2 separate regions of the Mus musculus genome follow, and region 2 is linked to region 1. A link is a contact called in public Hi-C data. All regions are on one chromosome and are shown on one strand. Each heading gives the region's core, a stretch centred on a gene start, on an enhancer-like site or on the middle of the called end of the contact. The rest is flanking DNA. Distances are from core to core; before and after follow the strand shown.

Evidence for each region. A called contact is a pair of places that touch in the nucleus more often than the background predicts.
Region 2: a Hi-C map of bone marrow-derived macrophages shows a contact between it and region 1, with 34 read pairs. The contact joins two enhancer-like sites. A contact is called at or near these places in 2 of 15 datasets of contacts at CTCF or cohesin (large pre-B cells and pro-B cells), 18 of 484 Hi-C or Micro-C datasets (B cells, the C2C12 cell line, the HL-1 cell line and 10 more), 2 of 115 datasets of contacts at active chromatin or transcription factors (bone marrow-derived dendritic cells and embryonic stem cells) and 1 of 9 other capture datasets (embryonic stem cells).

The regions. Positions count from the first base shown.
Region 1 is chr12:102,157,220-102,163,324 of GRCm38.p6, reverse strand. The region is part of intron 2 of Slc24a4 (solute carrier family 24 (sodium/potassium/calcium exchanger), member 4); the gene reads right to left. Among named protein-coding and RNA genes, the nearest start is that of Slc24a4, 32 kb to the right of the region's middle. Within about 2 kb of position 4,559, at least 6 of the 459 cell types and tissues checked have an H3K27ac peak or open chromatin away from gene starts, as enhancers often do. A contact at or near this core is called in bone marrow-derived macrophages, where this site is marked.
Region 2 is chr12:102,335,564-102,341,415 of GRCm38.p6, reverse strand. All of the region lies in intron 3 of Rin3 (Ras and Rab interactor 3), which reads right to left. Among named protein-coding and RNA genes, the nearest start is that of Rin3, 55 kb to the right of the region's middle. Within about 2 kb of position 2,090, at least 29 of the 459 cell types and tissues checked have an H3K27ac peak or open chromatin away from gene starts, as enhancers often do. A contact at or near this core is called in bone marrow-derived macrophages, where this site is marked.

The sequences.
Region 1 (6,105 bases), core at 3,310-5,809:
TTATTTATAAAAATCTGTTCCATGCAAGGTCAATGAAAACATGGTTACTAGTAATGCCCAAAGTGTATTGTGTTCATGTTGATCTGGGGGTACTGGGGGTGCTGGGGGTACTGGGGGTGCTGGGGGTGTTGTGGGTGTTATGGATGCTGGGGGATGCTGGGGGTGATAAAGTACACAGTGGTCTGCACTGTGTCATCCCTCTTCAAGTTATACAGGTATGCATTTCCCAGACACCACAGGTCACGTTGGTAGAGGTTCTAGAAGACGCCACAGTAGACCCCAGTGCATGCTGGGGATTTGAGATTTGAAGGTCCTGGAAAGACAGTGGTTCCCCTTCTCCCTCTTGGTGACACATTTTTGATGTTTCCCCTTTCCTGCCTGAACATGAAGCCCAGTCTTGCCATGCCCTGGCTAGGTGAACTTGTGTACTTAATGTCATTCTTTACTTTTCTTATCTGAAAAATGGGCACAATTAAACTAATGTTGACTCCAAATGGTTCTTATTACCAAGTTCCTATTTTGGAAAGGAATTGATGTAACAACAGTGCCCGCTCTGTGTAAGGACCACACAAATGCTGGTAAAGAAAATCCTCACTATAATCAATGGTGCTTTCAGTTTCCATCAAAACCGTGTGTGTGTGTGTGTGTGTGTGTGTGTGTGTGTGTGTGTGTGTGTGCCATAGGTCAACTCTGAATGTTACTCCTAAGGAGCTGTTGACCATGTTGTTTGTTTGTTTGTTTGTTTGTTTTGAGGCAAGGTCTCTCACTGGGGCCTTGGGCTGTCTGATTGAGCTAACTTGGCCAGCAGTGAGCTCAAAGGATCCTCCTGTCTTTGCTGTGCCAGCACTAGGCTCTCCCATGCATGCCACCACGTCTGGCTTTTTAGATGGGTGCTAGGGACTGAACTCAGGTATTCATGGTATTCATGCCTGCTTAGCACTTTCCCAGCTGAGCCACCTCCCTGGCCCCACAAAAAGTCTTTAAAGTCAGTATGTCATCTTCCAACAGGACTTCTTGTCCAGAAAATCCTGCCTTACACACTTGATCAACAGTGCATCAGAGCCAGCTAGGAGCTCAGTTTTACTGGAGTGTAATACTGAGTAACTATTGCAGGAGGTTATCATTTAAATGTCACCATAACTAACTTTTGGTGAAATTCTAGAATTACTGAAATTACAAACACCACTAGAGGGATCCCAGGTTGGTGCAGATGCTTGGGAAAAGCAGTTGGTCTCTCTATCTCTATGTCTTACTTGACAGAAATGTAAGAAGGTGTGTCAGGTGACAGGGGCACCTGGTGTACACAGGAAACAACAGCCCACACATCTGCAGTGCACAGGGACAGGCTGGGCAGTGTTTCACTCACTAGACAGGCTCTCTGAGAATGACTCCATTCACTAGGAAAGGGAATTTTAAAGTAAGATCAAACAAGCTGAACTCAGTTTAGGAAAAATACAAGGCAGGGGCTGGTTATATCTGGGAAAGGCCATGTTTTTGGGGAAGATAGATTGTATGCTGAGCAGCAGACAGCTTTTGGGGTCCTGGAAAAGCTGCCTCTGGAACCGGTGGAACCAGCCACGGGCTCACTCCATATGATATGTTATGCCTACAATTCTGCTCTACACACATTTACATACTTGTCAGTGTGTGGTAATGTTTAATGGCATTTGGGAGAGCTTTGGCTGTCTCCTGAATGAGATAGGGTGAGAAGGAAGGCAGAAAGCATAGGAAGAGGGCCTTGCACCAGGCTAGACCACCAGCCAGGCTGGGCCAGCTAACAACACAGTCCCAGAAAAAGGCTTGACCTGAGGAGGGCCCCTCAAGAGGACAGGTTGAGACAGGGTGAAACAACTTTCCCTGGTGTGTTATGATTTTGAAATTCGATTCATATACTTTAATTTTTGGAAATCATGTTAACAGGAACATGACACAAATTCATTCCCAACCATGTTCAAGTGTGTGGTTTAACAGCTTTGACTCCACGCACAGTTATGCAGTGCCCACTACCAGTCTTTAGGATTGTGAGTCTCCATAACAGAAACGAGACCCATTCATCGGTAACTCCCCCTGCTCTCCCTCAGCCTTTGCAAGCCCCATTCCACTTTTCATCTTTATGAATCTGACTACTCCAGGTGCCTCAGAGACCCGGAAACATGTAGGCTTGGGACAGGATCATTGTTCTTAGTGTGGTGTCCTCAGAACCATCTGTGCTGTCGCCTGTGTCAGAATTCCCTTTCTGTTAAACTCTGAATGATAGCCCACTGTTTGTACAAACCATGTTTGCTAATCCATTCAACTGTTAATAGGCATTCTCATTGTTTACCCTCTGACTGTTATGAAAATGGCTGCTTTGAGCACAGATGTACAAATATCTCTTCGAATGCTGGCTGTGGTGCTGCATGACTTTATTTCTAGCACTCGGAAGATGGAGACAGGAAGGTCATATGTTCAAGGCCAACCTGAGCTACCTATCAAGACCCTGTGTAAAAACCATGACTCAAAATAAAAAACTAAAATAAACCAGAGACTAGGGAGATGGCTCAGACAGCAGAGTACTTGCCTCAAAATCATGAGGCTGTGAGGTCAGATCCCTATAGCCCATGTAAAAAAGCACAATGGCGTGCACCTCTAATCCCTGTGGTGGTGAGATAGGAGAGGCGGGCAGGCAGGTCCCTGTAAACTCACTGGCTGCCAGCCTAGACTACTTAGTAAAGTTCCAGGTCAGCGAGAGACCCTGTCTCAGACTAAAAGACAAGAAAGGGGCCTGAGAGATGACACGCCAAGCTTTCCTCTGACCTCCATACTCCCACACAAAGAGGATTGCATAGAATCACAAAAAGGTGGGTACCCATGTACATGATCAATATCAACTCCCCTCTCTCTGTTTAAAAAACAAAAAAACAAAAAACACCAAAAACAACAAACCTTATGTGGTGGTTTGTATATGCTCAGCCCAGGGAGTGACACTATTAGAAGGTGTGGCACTGATGGAGTAGGTGTGTCACTGTGGGTGTGGGCTTTAAGACCCTCATTCTAGTTGCCTGGAAGCCAGCATTCTGCTAGCAGCCTTCAGATGAAGATGTAGAACACTCAGCTCCTCCTGCACCATGCCTGCCTGGATGCTGCCATGCTCCTTCCTTGATGATAATGGACTGAACCTCTGAACCTGTAAGCCAGCCTCAATTAAATGTCCTTTATAAGATTTGCCTTGGTCATGGTGTCTGTTCACAGCAGTAAAACCCTTAATAAGACCCCTTACCTCTGCTTCAGCCTGACTCCTTCTTTGGAAGTTCATCTTTCTTAATAAATTCTCTTACTTTGCTTGCTACTGACAAACAAACACAAAAACATCCCACCCTGAATGATGGAGCTGATACTACAGTGGAGATGGGAAGGAAACATGAGACTCAGCCCCAGGACCAGCCATTGCCTGTCTCCGTTGGCCTAGCAACCTGCCGTACTGTAGTGATCAGCTCTCTTCAGGTGTTGACCTCCCAGAAAGGCTCTGGTAGAGTATGAGACCCTCAAGGACATCATGAGTGTGGAGAGTGCCCACTATATCTACTATAGGCTGGGGAGGAGCAAGAGGAGAGAGCCTGGACCCATAAGAACTAGACATGCCTGTGGCTTTCTCAACTTTGTCCTCTATCCACAGGGATAGGCCACTGCTGTGTCAAGTAGGCATGGTCCATGCTGCCAGGACTCCCGAGCATGGAGGATGCTCTAGGCACCGCACCCTTGCATTTCCATGTACTGACTGCTCACGGAAACTCCTTCTGAGCTTCACTCTCTATTTTGTCCTCCCCCAGGATGGTTCTGGCTTATTGTATTTGAGCACCATGCATCCAAAAATCCCAAATCTAAAGTGCTCCAAAGTCTGAAACATTTTTAACAACATGATGGAATTCCATACCCAATCTCATGTGATAGACCAAAGTGAAAATACACTGAATACAATACAATACAATACAATACAATACAATACAATACATTACAGTACAGTACAGAACAGTACAATACAAAACAAATACACTAAAATATTAAGTAAAATTACCCCCAGGCTACGAGTGTAAAGTATATAAAATATAAATAGATTTCTTGCTTAGACTTGGGTCCCATACCCAAGACATCTCATTATGCATATGCAGATATCCCAAACTGAAAAGCATCCAAAACTCTCCTGGTCCCAGAGATGCTCAGTCTGTGCTGAAACAACAGGCCAGTATCTGCGTGCATGGCAAATGTCCCCCACTCCTTCATCTTCAAGTGCAAATGCTAGGGTCTGAAGGCTGAGCTGCAGGCAAAGGGCCTCTGGGTAAGTCACCTAGTGTGCCATCCAGCTTCTTCTGTGAGAGCTGAACCCTCAGAGGCTGCTGCTGTCAGCACCTGTGTGCAGCCTCAGTTCCTGTTGCTGTGAATGACTGACACTGGGACCCTCAGAGGCTGCTGCTGTCAGCACATGTGTGCAGCCTCAGTTCCTGTTGCTGTGAATGACTGACACTGGGACCCTCAGAGGCTGCTGCTGTCAGCACATGTGTACAGCCTCATTTCCTGTTGCTGTGAATGACTGACACTGGGACCCTCAGAGGCTGCTGCTGTCAGCACATGTGTACAGCCTCAGTTCCTGTTGCTGTGAATGACTGACATTGGAACACTCTCCCCTCTTCCCATCTTTGCAGCTCATTCTTTGACTCTCTCTCTCTCTCCCTCAGTTGACTCTAGCTCCCTTCACCTGCTAGTCCCCAGCCACCCCCCTTCAGGCCTGCACAGAGTGGCTGTCCCCTCAACACCCCCCCCCCTTTTCATTCCCTCTTTGGTACAAATGCCACTTTCTCAGTGAGGCCTTCTCCGAGGAGCCTAGTGAGATGCCTACACAGTGGGTCTGCTCAGTCTACTCTCTTCTCCCATGAGGAAGTGTTCAGGGCTTGCTAGTCAACATGTAAAATCTCAGGGGAAACACACACACACACACACACACACACACACACACACACACACACTCACATACATACATATGGTGTGTCTCCAGTCAAGAGCTGCACCTCATCAGAGTCCCCAGATCCCACAGGCACAGGCTCACTCCCTTGTCGTGAGCTGGGAAGTCTACTTTCACACATTCTGTCCCTAGCTCGGGCAATATCTGTTTCCTTCCCTCAAGACTGTAAGCATCCTGGGGAGGCATTTGCCTGTTCTGAACACCACTGTGTCTCTAGATAGAATGTGTGTCTCTGATAACAAATGAACGAGTCAAAAGTAATCCAAGGTCAGGAATGTGGAAGCTAGCACAGGGTCTGTACACACCTCTCCAGGGGGCAGGCTGGCACCCTGAGGCTCCAGCCCCAGCCCCAGCCCCAGCCCCAGCGTTGAGTTTCCCATAGGTAAACCCCTATGACCAAGCTCATGAGAGGGCACAAAACTCAGGCAGTTTTCTTATTGGGTAGCTGTGGGGTAGCTCTAGGCCCAGCAGGTACAGGTAGGACAGTTAGCTGCTGTAGAGACCTGAACCCTCTCCTGGCTGCAATAGGCTGGTCACTGGGGAGTCTGTCTGTCAGTCTGACGAGTCTAACACCCTAACACCACCAAGCCCAAGCAAGGAGAGACTGACCAGATATCTCTGCAAAGAAAAGGGTCCGAACAACAAACAGCTGGTAGAGTGGGAGCCCACATGACTCAGCTAGGAAAAGATGTGAGCATCAGGGCCCAAAGCTCCACCATGACTGATTCACCTCCCACTAACAACACCATGGGTGCTGGACAACCAGGCTCTCTCTTCCAAGGAGGTAGGATGAGGTTGCCAACCAATGGGAACTTAATTCGGGATCACGTGACACCATCCGTTAAAACAACACATCCTGGTCCCCTCTGGGCCAGAGATTGCTGTTTCTGGGCGGCTCGCTGCTCACTGGTTCTGCCCTTGTCTGGGCAGCAGCACCAGTGTAAATGTAGGCGGATCATTGGGGAAGCAGAAATGACCACAGCCCACAGCACAGCAGAATCTAGGTGGGAATCGGGGAAGGGACGGGCGACTAAGCTTTATTTATGATCAGGGCTGGCCTTAGGTTGGAGGAAGAAGGTGCTGAACAACTCCAGGGCGCCAGGCTTCTC
Region 2 (5,852 bases), core at 841-3,340, 180 kb before region 1:
CTTAGGCAAGTGGGTACATTGCCTTCTGTGAGACTACAGAGCCAGCTTCATAAATGTCAACTTTCCTCTTAGCTGTCTTTGTCATCCTAGGGAGACTGAGCCTTGGCTCAGTCAGGAGTCTGCATCTTTGAAGAACAAGGCTACTGGGGTTACGTGTGTGTGTGTGTGTGGGGGGGGGGGGCTCACCTTGTCCAGTTATGGGTCAGTTTACATACATCTTTTTCATGTCTACTTGGGCATAGGTTTTGAGTCAGGGATATCAATGCTGGAGCAGAGCCCTGTCCTCCCATAATGCGGCCCATAGCTCCTAACACACCCCTGTTATTTGCTAAGTACTTACTGCATACCAGGTAGCATGGTTAGCCATATCCCCTGCTATGTTCTTTTAAACAGTTCCTTTCCTTTCTGCAGGCTAGTTCTCTTTAATATCTCTGGGACATTTTCCTTCTCCTTAGGCCCACCACGCTGTCCCTAACATTCGCTTTAGACCGCTCACTGGTCGTTTTTCAACCTCAGGGCCTCTCTTGCATTCCAGCCTTTACCTCTCCATCCCCACTCGTAAAGACATGCAACTTCTTTTAAAAGATACATCAGATGATGTCCCTGCCCACATGTCCCTCATTAGGCTCTGGAGGGTCTTTGGACAAAGGCTGAGTCTCACTCAAGGCCTGTGCGCAAGCTCTGGGTTCTCTGCCTACCCCTTCCTTCCACATTTGCCTGCGCGGAGCTTCCCCTGCACACACTCCGTACCCTGGCACTCTGCATGAGCTGTCCTGCCACTTCATATGCACTTCCTCTCTCACCAAATAGGACATTTCTCTCTGTCCTTCAGGACACCCCCACCTTCCACACCTACCCATTCATCACCAGTGGTGGTGGGGCAGTTCTTCTGTGGGCAAATCCTAAGATTGTCTAGATTAGTCATCTACGCATACCTTGAGCCAACCTAGTGTACTTAAACTGAATAAACAAATAAACCAAGGTATGTAACTCTAAACATGGCAAGTGAGTTCCTCTTCTTGGAGAGAAGTTTTCTGAGAGCAGAAGCATCTATTCCTCTTCTTCCTTCTGAGACAGGGTCCCCTCCTGTAGCCCAAGTTGTCCTCAAACTCATGGTCCTCCTCTCTTGGATTCCTCCTCCAGTCCCTACAAATGCTGGGATAACAGGTGCACATTTATTTTTGCTTTATAAATTATTTTTTTTAATATCCAGGTGGTGGTGGCGCACACCTTTAGTCCCAGCACTCAGGAGGCAGAGGCAGGTGGATCTCTGGGAGTTTTAGACCAGCCTGGTCTACAGAGTGAGTTTCAGGACAGCCAGAGCCACATAGTGAAACCCTTTCTTGAGCCCCTCTCCCTCAAAAACTGTATCTATTTATATGCAGGGGAGGGGGGCAAGGGACAGTGCATGTGACAACTCTGTGCACTAGGAATTCAGAGGACAGCTTATGGAAGTTGAATTTCTCTTCTACCATGTGAGTGGGTCCCAGGCATGAACTCGGTTGTCAGATTTGGTAGTGAATGTTTTTGCCTGCTGAGCCATCTCACTGGCCCAAGAATAGGCCCATGGAGTAGTAGGAGCAGGCGCTGAGAGCTGAGAGTTGGACTGCTGTGGTTTAAATTGTGGCTTTGCCTCTCACGAATGTGTGATTCTGACTAGCCTTGGTCTCTGAAAAAACAGGGGTTATGATTTTTGTTATCTACGTCTGTGTAACAGAAGACAGAACTGAGTGGCTTGGAAATAGCAACTGTAGCTCATGATTTATGGGTCAAAAGCAGGCAGGGCTCAGCTGGGAGATTCTTCTGTTCCTAGGGGAAATGGCTTTTTCACTTGGGTCCTGGTCTTGTCTGCAGGATCCAGGATGTTTCCCCTCAAATCAGGGAGAGTTAAAAGCGACATCCAGCCAGGCCCTTCTCCCTCCCATTACCCCCAGACCCTTCTCCCCAGGATGGAGGCAACTCGGCTCTCAGAGATTAAAAAGAAGCTGCCAATTCTCTGAAAACCTAGGAGGAACTGGCTAGAGCCATTTCTGCTTATTCTGTTGACCACAGATGTCACAGGCTCAAGTAGATTCAAGGGAAGGGGGCAGTAAGACTCCACCCCAGGAAGGAAGAAGTGTCAAAAAAATATACCTTAACCTGCCACACTGTGGTGCCATATCCTAAAGCTGATATGCAGATTAAACTAGCAGAGCAATTGGAATCCTAGCACTTGGGAGGCTGAGGCAGGAGGATGGTATGTCTGAGGTCAGGCTGAGCATGTGGAGAGATCCTGGGTCGAAATTAGAAAAGAAACATTTCCTACCAAATGCTTGATAACTGACTGCTATCTTATGGCATTCCTTCATTTCTCCCATCACACTTAGCCAAGACTCAGCACCCAGCCACGTCTCACTACGTACTTCTGGTGCCACAATTCAGAGGAGGAAGGGGCATGTGGATGATTTAGGCTAGCCTAGAAGTTGGAGATTCTTACAGCAATCCATTGAGTCACATTCTGCAAACCTGAGATCCTGCTGGAGTCCCAAGACTCTGGTAGGAAACTAAAGTCCTCAGAGGCCCAGGGGATCCAACACAAACCCAACACACCCTTTTCTAAGGCTCTCCCCCAAATTCTGCTATAGGGAGGTCCCATAGGTTATAAGCATGAACTTCTGCCCATGTTTATCTGTATAGTATGTGACCACTGAACTTCAAAGCTAAGTCTGTCTCTTGGCTTTTTCTTTCATGGCCCCTGCCATGAATACTTCTCAAAGAAAAGCAAGTGGGATCTCCGTGGCATACTTCCAGAGAATGACATGACAGGCTGTGGTCCTCAGGATGCTGAAGCCAAGGAGAAGCACCTCAGATGTCTGTGTGGAAATTCCCTCAAGACTCCAAATGCAAGCCATGAATAGCTGAGTCACATCATCTATCTGATTTCTCCAAGAATTTAAGATCCTATCACAGTGTGCTCAGATTCCAACTCAAACTACCATGTATGCCCCACCCCATGCTTTAGTTTGCAAGATGCTCACATACATGTGAAGGCCCAAGGTTCTCTGGGGTGGTTATTCACCTCCTGGTTTTTCAGATGGGAAGTGGGAGCAGCAGGGGGATGGCCATAATCAGCTCTCTAGGGAAAACTAAAACCATCCTGGGTATAGCACCTTCTGGTTTTATGATATACTTAATTTCTAGCTGGGGAGAGGCACATACAACTCTCTCCAGAGGTTCTGACTGATTCTAGCATGACCAGGGCCTTAGCCCAGAGGAAAGACTGCCTGTGCTCATCCGGCAGAGGCAGAGGCAGAGGCAGAGGCAGAGGCAGAGGCAGAGGCAGAGGCAGAGGCAGAGGCAGAGGCAGAGGCAGAGGCAGAGGCAGAGGCAGAGGCAGAGGCAGAGGCAGAGGCAGAGGCAGAGGCAGAGGCAGAGGCAGAGGCAGAGGCAGAGGCAGAGGCAGAGGCAGAGGCAGAGGCAGAGGCAGAGGCAGAGGCAGAGGCAGAGGCAGAGGCACTCCTGGAACTCTATCTCCATTGCCTTCCTCACTGAGGCCACGTAGCCCTGACCTGCTTCCTTTCTGCCTGATTCTGGTTCTGTGTCTGGAACACAAAGAGGAAACAATGACTCGACTGTGCAGGTATTAATGACTGGACTATTGACTTCTCTTTTTCCCTCTCTGCCATCTTCCTTGGCCCCTAGGAGAGTCTGTTAAGGAGGGATACAGAGATATGACTGGAATCAAATGGATTCAGGTGAAAGAGGCACGCTCTCTCTGACTTGCGTGAATCCCAGGTAACAATCTCAGGCACCATTACTTCAGCTGCAAAGAGGAGATCCTAACAACTACTTCAGAGGTGTGAAAGGCAGAAGACTGGAGGTCCAAAAGCCATGTAGTAAGCCCACAATAACTGCAGCCAAAGGTTTAAAAACTCAGGGTGCAGTGATGGGGGTTTAGTTTCATCTGCTACCTAGTGAAGTACCTACCTTTGTAGGTACCTAGTGTCATCTAAGACAGGGAACTACCTAAAAGCAGCATTCCAGACGGGGAAATTCCTTTAGGGTAAATCCCCTAAATGTTGACAACGTGAAAACCAAGACGGAAGCAATAAATGTAATAAAGGCTGTGTCAGCCGTGCCACAAAGAGCAAGGAAAAACAGTCATGGATCCTGACAAATTAGGGGGGAGACAGGCATGAAGAGCCATGGAAATCCATTTTTTTTTTTTTTTTTGGTGGGATGTCCCAGAATTTCTGTCTGGGCACAGCAGCCTATGTTTTCTAGGTTGTGTTGAGGATTTCTGGTCTAGGTATGTAGGACATGTTCAGTTGGGAACAGGTATGGGGCCTTACCCTTCCAGGGCACTTTGAACTATCCCTTGCCAGGGAAAGTCAGGAGTCCCCTCTCCCAGGAGGCCTAGTGGCACTGAGTACCTTACACAAGTTCCTGAGGAAGCTGATGAGGACCCACTTCACTGACACCCACACAGGGCTTTGTCCAAGCTCACAATGGCACCACTGCTATTCTTTCTTCTTAGGCCTGGGATCTCCCAGAGCAAAAGCACGCCTGGGAAGTGAGCTAGAGGTATACAGAGTGGCAGTCAACTTCCCCAAACTCCCCTAGAGCTAAGATTTCTGAGAATCTCTCCCTAGACATCCTCAATATCAGGCGCTCTGCTCCGCAGGAGCTGAGCCTCCACACAGGGTTGTACTGTGAACTATGATACACAACTATGTTGTCTAGTTTTGTCTAGTCTTGCTCTCATCCACTCAAGTACCCATCCTAGTGACTTTAAGAGGCAGACTCTGATCTAGCTTCATCCCCAATCCTGCTCTGGCGCCTTAACTATATATAACGCTGGCTCTCAACCTTCCTAATACTGTGACCCTTTAATACGGTCCCTCATGTTGTGGTGATTCCCAACCATAAAGTTATTTTTGTTGCTACTCCATCTCTGTAGTTGTGCCACTGTTATGAATTGTAATGTAAATATCTGTGTTTTCTAGTGGTCTCAGGTGACTCCTGTGAAAGGACCCTTAGGCTGAGAATCCCTGGTCTAGAGTATAATAGCATCCCTGCAGAGCTCCTTTTTTTACCCTTTTACTAGATCACAAGAGTCCCAATCACACTATTCTGTAATCGTCTACTCTGCCTCCTCAGCCAGATGGAAGGCAAGGAAGCCCATCTAATCATCACAAAGGAACCAATAACAGCTAAGTCCTTATAGTCTACCGGAACATGCACAGCGGTGTTTAGGCCACCGTTACACGCCTGCAGGTCTTAGGTATGTTCATACACATTTCTTGTCTGTCCTTCCTACAGCTTCCTTGGAGCTGTAACAGGCCCCTGCCTGGTTGGTGGGAAGGAAGGTCACCTGTCACATGATCCTTCTTAGTTCCTAGAGCTAGTTATGCGGGAGCACTGAGTAGGAAATCTAATTTTATTCTCTTCTATGCATTCGATGCTATCTGTTTCTCCTAGGCACTGCCCACTGTCCTCTACAGATTTTGAAAAGGTTGGATTTTCATTTCAAGTATTTTAAATTTTTCCGCGAGGTTTCTTCCTTTGACCTGGTGTTATGGGGGATGCGCTGTCTGATCTACCACTGTCTTCTTCTGTTCATTGATTCCTACTGTGATTCTGTGTGCTCTGCTTTCTAGTTTCCATAATCTGTCAATGGACATCTTATGACCTAGAGTGATGAATGCTTCCCACAAACGGGAGAGGTGTGTATGTATGGCTTCTGCAATGAAGTGGTCCACGGATCTAGCTCGTCTGTTACATCCAGTTGATAGGCTCTGCTGAGCTTAACTGTGTCCTTACTGACTTTCTGCCTGCTGAATTCATCCACGTCTGATAAAAGGGTGAAGTTT